Linked DNA regions of Rattus norvegicus: regions 1 and 3 are each linked to region 2. Evidence: chromatin contacts called from public Hi-C data. All regions are on one chromosome and are shown on one strand. Each heading gives the region's core, a stretch centred on a gene start, on an enhancer-like site or on the middle of the called end of the contact. The rest is flanking DNA. Distances are from core to core; before and after follow the strand shown. Region 1 has its middle 9.5 kb from the start of Zfp61. Region 2 holds the start of Zfp112 (zinc finger protein 112). Region 3 holds the start of Zfp108 (zinc finger protein 108).

Region 1 (2,700 bases), core at 181-2,680, 170 kb before region 2:
GAATGTGGGCAAAACATTCACACACAGAACGTAAACGATCTTTTAAGAATATGACTTAGTGTATGTGGAGCACACACGTACTCGTGCAGACATATCATAGCATGTGTGTGGAGATCAGTGGGTACCTTTTGGGAGGCAGTTCCCTCTTTCTACCTTATGAGGAGCCAGGGATCAAACTGAGGCTGTCAGGCTTGGTGGCAGCACCTTTACCCACTGAGCATCTCACCGGCATGCTCCGTGAATTCTTTTAATCATTTTTCAAAAGAAAGATTATCTCGTTAAGGTCAGTGTTTCTGGTCCTCGTATTGCAGTGTTTCCGGGCACCATTAATTTCAAGGAAACTGTAGTTGCAACCGTGACCTTTTTCAAGTGTCACAAGGAGAACTGTGGGAAGGGTGCCTCATCGGGGCTTTTTGGAAGTTCTTTATAAAGGAAAGGCACTGCTGAACTGACATAATCCTAGTACCAAGCACTTAAAAGATAGTATTTGTTACTAAAACGCGGGCATGTACTTTTGAAACTGTTGAGCTGTAAGTTCCTGTTACAGGAACCACAATAGCCTTAGTAAGAACTCAGAAGCAACCGAAATATAAAAACTCACTTTCAACCTGGGGATGTAGCACAGTGTTAGAATAGTTTATCACGCACAGATCCTGGGTCCAGTCCCCAGAATAGACAAAACAGAAAGCCACTCGTTACTGTCATCTGCAGTATCAACATGGTATTGTCTTTTTATGATGAATATCTGTCCTTTGCCCCAACCTTCGTTGTCCACTGGGTCCTATCTTCTTGGGTTTTTGTCTCGTGTTTTGTAGAATCAATTATCCTTTCTGACCATATCGGCTGAAAACGGGTTTTGTAAGTCTGGCAGTAACAAGATAATACTCCACACCATGGATTCTTTGGCATTGTATGGGCTAGATGGGAAATGCCCCCAAGCCCCCGAGATTTGAAGACTTGACCCTCGATCGAGTTACTAAAACTTTGGAAATGGGGCCTCGAGGGACAGACCTTTGCTTTTGGTTCTGTCATGCCTTCTCTGCTTTTTGGACCAGCCACCAGATGTGAAACTGAATTTCTTTACTCCCAAGCCAGAGCCACCAGGCCTTTCCAGCTATGATGTACTGAAATCCCTTTAAAACTGGGCCGAAGAAAACTTTCAGGTTCTTTCTGTCTGGTATTTTCCCCCTAGTAACCCCAAAAGCAATAAAAGGAACTTAACACTCCAGGAATTAACAACCTAAGGACGCACGGACTCATTTTGTGAACTGGATGGAGTGGCCGGAAGAAGAAGGCGCTTCTGGAAGTTGTAGTTCGGAAGCTCACAGACTGCCCCTCCCCCCCCCCCCCCCCCCCCCCCCATCTATGGGTCAGGATTTGGTTCTTCCAGTAGTGAGAATTCTGGGAAGTGTATTCCAAGACTATCCGGAGGGCGGGCGCTCCCGATGGCTTCTGGGAAGTGTAGTTCAGGAGCTAGAGCAAGCTAAGCTGCTCCCGCCCTCTGAAGAACTAAGCTGCCATCCTCTTTCGGATCAGGGAGTTGAGTCCACCCCACATCTGCCTGAGTCCCTTTCAGTCTTTTTATCCTGTCAGACGGTCGCTCCCAGAGACAGGACGTGAGGGCACAGGACCTCTAAGACCGGAGGTTCACAACCCCTAAACTTCAGCTCCGGTTTCCTCAGTCGGAAGTTGGCAGTAGCTGGGATGGTCCTCAGTTAAAAAGCAACGGGTGGGGATTTAGCTCAGTGGTAGAGCGCTTACCTAGGAAGCACAAGGCCCTGGGTTCGGTCCCCAGCTCCGAAAAAAAGAACCAAAAAAAAAAAAAAAAAAAAAAAAAAAAAAAAAGCAACGGGTGATGGTGACAGCATAACTGGACGCCTTCTGCTGTGGGCCGATCCTATTCTCAGGCGTCTTTTTCCTTCCTGGAAGCCAGCCCCGGCTCTAGGAGAATGCTGGGCCCTTTCCCTCACATCCCTCAGGAAACAGTCTGCCCTCATTCTTGCTTTCAGTGTTCCCAAATCAGCAGGAAGGAGGGATGAAGCCCCAGGTACTGCATTCAAAGGTGCTTTCTTGTTGGGGTGTTCCTTCATATCACTGCAGCCCCTTGATCCCGGAAATTAGCCACCAGAAACATGATATCATTTTATCTGCTTTTAAAAAAAATCTTTTTTTTTAGTGTGTGTGTGTGTGTGTGTTTGTTTGTGTGTGTGTGTGAGAGAGAGAGAGAGAGACAGAGACAGAGAGAGAGAGAGAGTGTGTTTAGTGGAATGTTCACGTGTGCAAGAGAGAGGGAAAGGGAGGCAACGTGCACTTGTGTGTGGAGTGCCTGAGGAGGCCAGTTTAAGTCATCAGATCCCCTGGAGCATGGGTTCCAGGAGGTTGAGGGTCATCTGACATGGGTGCTGAGAGCTGAACTAGCTCCTCTGGAAGCTCTGCAAGTGCTCTTAATGGCTTGAGGCATCTCTCCACCTCCTCCTCCTCCCCCTCTTCCCCATCCTCCTCCTCCTCCTCCTTCTCTGCCTTCTCCTTCTCCTCCTCCTCCTTCTCCTCCTCCTCTGCCTTCTCCTTCTCCTCCTCCTCCTTCTCCTCCTCCTCCTTCATTTTTAATGGTACAGGGTCTAATATAGCCCAGGGTGGCCTCAAACTTACTGTGCAAAGATGACTTCTTACTCCCAATCTCTCTGCCTATACCTCCCAAGT
Region 2 (2,700 bases), core at 143-2,642:
ATTTTACTTTTTCCTTAAATAGATGTGATAAAAATAAGTAAATTAAATAATGATGACTGCACTCCAATAAAGCTCTTATAAGAGTTATATTTATTAATTTGTATAAAACCCTTTCAGCATTTAGTATTAAATGGCATCCTTACTGTTTATGTCCAAGCATTTCTTCATCCCGTCCAGAACTTATTCATAACTGGTTCTGCCAATGAGTAAAGGGAACCTCACTCCTCAGAAGAGGAGGTAGGAAGGATTGACAGAAGGATGCTAAGCTCTATCCATGTGTGTACTAGTTACTTTTCTGTTGCTGTGATAAAAAACCATGAATAAGGCATCTTGTGGGAGAATGCATTTATTTTGGCTTTCAGTTCCTTAATGGTAGGGACAGCATGGCAGGTGGCAGGCTCGTCAACAGGATACAGAAACTGAAAGATACCACAGGCCACCTGAAGCACAGAGCAGAGCAAGTAAACGTCTAGGGGCCTGACCCCGCCCCCATGACGTACTTCCTCCAGCAAGGCCGCACCACCTCCAGAAACAGCACCCCGCCCTCTAAACTGTGGACCTAGCATCCGAAGGCCAGACACTACAGGGATGCTTCTCATTCAAACTACTGCACCACCACCACGTTCTGTGCTACCCCTTTTCCCTGCAGCACTTTTCAAATAAAGGATTAAGAAGACAAGATTCTGGGAGAAATCGAACTTCAGCAAACCCCCCCTCCCCGCCCCCATAAGGCACAGTGGACATTGCACACAACAGCTGGAAACGATTGTCTCAACGACAAAAATGTCATTAAGGGTTTTGATAATGGGGACAGGCTGCGTCAAGAGACCCTACAGCAGGAGCTCTGAGAGCAACACTAAAGCTTCCAGCTTCTCTGGAATTTGGAGAGTACTGATTGCAAATGTCCCATCTACCACGCGTCAGCTGTTTTGAGCCTTGCAGGAAACTCTAGATCACTCTTAGCTAGGTACCAAGGAGTGAAGGAAGAAACGGAGGCAGAGATGGAGAATCTGAACTCCACTGCTGGGAGATGGCATCGCTGACTGGGGCTAGGAAGGCGGCTGGGGGTGCACAACACCCAGCAGATCCTCCATCCAGGTGACTGACAGCCCCTGGCTAAACCTCAGTCAGTTTGTGCAATCGCAGCACGCTTGGGCAGGCTCTTTCAAAGGTCGCCTTCTGCCTTTCAGAGGCAGATTTCCTTACCCAGGATACACACTTAGTGGCTATCGCACATGGAAACCTGAAACGGATCGCACAGACTCGGGAGGGGTCAGTAAAGGGGAGGGCTCACCTTTCTGAAAGGAACAGGACAAGGCCTCGCACACCTGGGGCGGAAGTGACTCTTCCCTCATTAGCAGCCCGGACTACACTTCCCAGAATTTCCGAAGGGAGAAAGGAGGACATAATCTCCTGCTGAGAAAGTTATTCTTACACAAACTACAGTTCCCACATCCCCCAACCGGAATAGGGTGGCCTCTCAACCTCCTGCAGCGGAAGTTATCCTATTTTCCCGGGTATGGCAGGGTCATGAACTACATTTCCCAGAATTCTCAGAGTCCCTCCGCCTTCCCAGAGCGGAAGTGCCATGGAGTAAGGAAACTGGATTGGATCTCAAACTTTGAAAGTCCAGAACAGCGTCTTTAGCGTACCCGAAGCCAAAAATCTTCCAAACCACGAAGCTTTCCCTGCTCTCTGTGGAAGATTGTTAAACGGCGCTTTTCTAGATCGCGTCAGGGACTGCGTGGGCCTTCTAGGCTACAGTTCCTGGGATCTGCAGGGCTCAGTGGACTTCCCTTAGAAATCATTTGCATAGTCCTCAATTTGAGGATTCTCCGACTGAATTAATTCTACTGATCACTAGTCACCGTCAGCTTCCCAACCTCCACCCTCTTTGTAATCTTGTAAAAGAAAAGCTTTCCAAAAATGACACTAGGGCAAACTCAACATATCTAACCCCCACCCAGTCACCCCCATGCTGAGCCATCTCACCAGTCCGAAACGAAGCTATTTAGCAGACGATAGAAATTACTCAACCATTTGTTTAATAATCTATTTTACAGTATAACACTTGAGAGCCATCAACCACCACCCAGTAACTGTGGTAAGACATATGGGCTACTCATCTATTCAACAAGGCCAAGTAGGCCAAAACAGACGCACATGGGCACACACCCCACTCAAATCCTTCAAAAAGTCTTTAAACGTTCATCAATTCCACTGCCACATATTTTCCGAGTTTACTAAAGAATTTCCATTGTTCAACCGAACCATGAAAGCTCCAGGGGTCTAACTTGTAACCATTTTGGCTTCATATTAATTTACACCAGCATGGCTCCTTCAAGTGCCCACTGAAATCCATACACTTAAGTCGGTGTTGTAACACACACCTTTAAGCCCAGCACTTGGAAAGCTGAGGCAGGCAGGCCTTTTGAGTTCAAATCCAACCTGGTCTATATGGTGAGTTCCAGACCACCCATGGCTACAAGGAGATTCTGAATCAAAAAAATAACCAAAACCAAGCAAACCAGCCCAACATAAATACTTCTTTCTAACACTGGTTGTATCTATAAGTTAGGGGGATGGGCAATAAAGAGTCTATTGTCTCCCAGACATTCAAGTCTTCAACAAAGCCAGAGTGTGGAGAACCTTTGCTGTTCTCTTATCTGACCAGGTTCTGAGATCTGCCTTCTGCCTTCA
Region 3 (2,700 bases), core at 142-2,641, 140 kb before region 2:
TCTCTCCAGTCACTTCTCTAATTCTTTTTATTCTTCCTTTTAACACTTTCCTGTGCACAGTGCACTTTGAGCACATGTCCCCACTGTCCTCTCTCATCCCTCCTCCTCCAGACCTCTCTTCTCACCAATTCCCCTCTTACTCCATGCAGTTCAGAGAGGCTCGGCTGCAGAGCACTGGCCCAACATGCAGGGGTCCTGTTCCCAATCCTAGCCGTGTGGGGAACAGGGAAGCAGCCCGACCTACCTGTAACTTGGTCATCGTTCTCTTCTCTTTGAGACAAGGCAGGGCTCTGGGAAGCAAGCTGGGGGAGGAAGGGCTTCGTGAGCACATTGCTAGGACAGTCGGTCCACATGGCTTCCTCAGCTTCTCCATCAGCCCCAAGTGCTGTGCGGCTGAGCAGGCTTTCCTACCTACTTCCTGCTGATCGCTAGTGTAAGGCTCCGGGGTACCGGACCATGGGTGCCTCACCTCACTCACAGCAAAGGGTTAGGAAAGCCACATTCTCTATTTCCAGGAGCTTCAGGGGTGCTGGGTGCTCCTACCTTCACAAGGCTGCCTGTGGTGATGGGTTTCCCAGAAAAACAAATGTTTAAGAAGCCCCGAACTCTGATGATTGCTGTGTCATGACTCTGAGAAGGGTCTGTCAATGTGACGGCTATCTTACATATTATCGTTTCCATACATGGGAGTGATATTGTCCTCTTCTGTGTCTTTCTCTAATAGACTTAATTACTAGCAAATGTTGTTCATTTGCAAGAGTCTTCACAAGGTCTCTTTTCCCACAGGCATGAAGAAAATGATCAATTTAAAAAAAAAAAAAAAAACCTAAACCCTCACTAAGGAAAGGGGAGTTTGGGCCTATGAGATGGCTCAGCGGTAAAGGAAACTGCCAGTGAGTCTAAAATGCTGAGTTTGAGTCTCTGGGCACCACTGGGAGGAACGAGAGACCTGACTCCAACAAGTTGTCTTTTGACCTCTTCCTTTATTTATTTATTCATTTGCAATTATTAAACAAAGTTATTTAATAAATTTAAGAAAATAAAAATATTACTTGTTTATTTTAATAAACAAATGGAGAAAATCACATAAAAAGTAGAATTGCATACCACTTAACGATTCAGGACACTGACCATCTCTCATCACAGCTCCTTCTCAAGGCTCCCCAGAGAAACTAGACTCTCCTGGGACCTCTGCAAGCTGCTGAGGTGGGTCAGTGTAGGGCAGCCTCGCCTCAGGCAGAGCCCAGCTAGAGAGGACTTGAATGCCTCACTTCTCCTCGGGCTGCAGACGCGGTCACTGAGAGGATACATCAGGAGCACAGGCGCACAGGAAGAGCCAGAAGACTCTCCAGGTTTTCACCTCACAGGAAGCACTCACATGTCGCTTCGCACCCCGGGAGCGGAAACGATTGTGACCGCCGCTGGCGTCAAAACTACAATTCCCAGAATTCCTCAGCGGCTGCACCATCCAAGGACTACATTTCCCAGAATGGCAAAGCCTCGGTGAACCTTTTTAAGGCTCACCTTTGGGAACTTGGTTTTTTCATTTCTGAAATTCCATGAAAGACAACTATGGATACTTCTTTGTTTTTTTTTGTTTTTTTTTATTGTTTTGTTTTTCTGAGACAGGGTTTCTCTGTGTAGCCCTGGCTGTCCTGGAACTCCTTCTGTAGTCCAGGCTGGCCTCAAACTGACAGATGAGCTTGCCTCTGCCTCCCCCGAGGTGGGATTCAAGCCGAGGCCCATCAGGACTGGCTGTGGATATTTAACAAAACAAAACAAAAACCCATTGAAGACCCAATGTAAAATTGTAATGAATTTTACATTGCATTATAAAAGCTAACAAGTAAACTGCACAGCTGCACTTACCTAATACAGGAGCCAAGTCAGAGTCCCGGCCTAGAATCCCCCTGTGATGGGTGGGGAACTGGCTCAATTGTAGAGCACCTGCCCAGAATCCCTTAGGAGCTGGGGGTGTGACCTGGTGGTAGAAAATAGGCTATCTGAGTCACTGTTCTATTGTTGTGAAGAGACACTATGACCAAGACAAATCTTATAAAAGGAAACGTTTAATTAGGGGTTTGCTTACAGTTTCAGAAGTTTAGTACATCATCATGGCGGGAGCAGGCATTGTAGCTGAGAGTTACATCCATCCATACTTGAGAGACAAAGAAAGAGACACGGGGCCTGGCATGTGCACTTAAAATCTCAAAGCCAGCCCCAGTGACATACTTTCCCCAACAAGGCCATATCTCCTTATCCTTCAAATTCTTTCAAAGAGTTCTACTCCTGGTGACTAAGCATGTTAACATATGAGCCTATGGGGGTGTTCTCACTCAAACCACAACCTGCCCAGAATCCTCCAGTGGGGGCTTAACCTTTGCTTGACCTTCAGAGCCCTGAGCTGTAAGAAATAACTCTGTTCTTCATCTGAGACACAGCCTTGGAGAATCTGTGGGAGCAGCACAAATCAGTCTGAACTGCAATGCAGAGTCTCAGATCGATCTTAGTCCTGGAGGACAGTCTGACCTAAAACTAGAAGGAAAAAAGGAGAAGGAAGACCTTGACAACCCAAGTTTAGTAAAAACCTTTCATCAACACCAAATACTTTGTAAAAACATTTGGAATATTGGTTACAGTAAAAACAAACACACACAATAAAAACAAAAACAACAAAACCCTGTTGGCTGTGGAATTCTG

Evidence for each region. A called contact is a pair of places that touch in the nucleus more often than the background predicts.
Region 1: a contact with region 2 is called in a Hi-C map of kidney, with 2.3 times the contacts expected there. The contact joins the enhancer-like site here to the promoter of Zfp112 in region 2. A contact is called at or near these places in 2 of 12 Hi-C or Micro-C datasets (Schwann cells and kidney).
Region 3: a contact with region 2 is called in a Hi-C map of prefrontal cortex, with 5 times the contacts expected there. The contact joins the promoter of Zfp108 here to the promoter of Zfp112 in region 2. A contact is called at or near these places in 3 of 12 Hi-C or Micro-C datasets (kidney, liver and prefrontal cortex).

Annotation. Positions count from the first base shown.
Region 1 is chr1:88,974,846-88,977,545 of GRCr8, reverse strand. No RefSeq gene overlaps it. Among named protein-coding and RNA genes, the nearest start is that of Zfp61, 9.5 kb to the left of the region's middle. Within about 2 kb of position 1,430, at least 84 of the 93 cell types and tissues checked have an H3K27ac peak or open chromatin away from gene starts, as enhancers often do. A contact at or near this core is called in Schwann cells and kidney, where this site is marked.
Region 2 is chr1:88,803,525-88,806,224 of GRCr8, reverse strand. Zfp112 (zinc finger protein 112) reads right to left here and starts at 1,392. Exons shown (of 4, transcript NM_001107487.1): 1 at 1,295-1,392.
Region 3 is chr1:88,947,056-88,949,755 of GRCr8, reverse strand. It overlaps Zfp108 (zinc finger protein 108), which reads right to left and starts at 1,391. Exons shown (of 3, transcript XM_063277602.1): 1 at 1,132-1,391. The coding sequence starts at 1,134.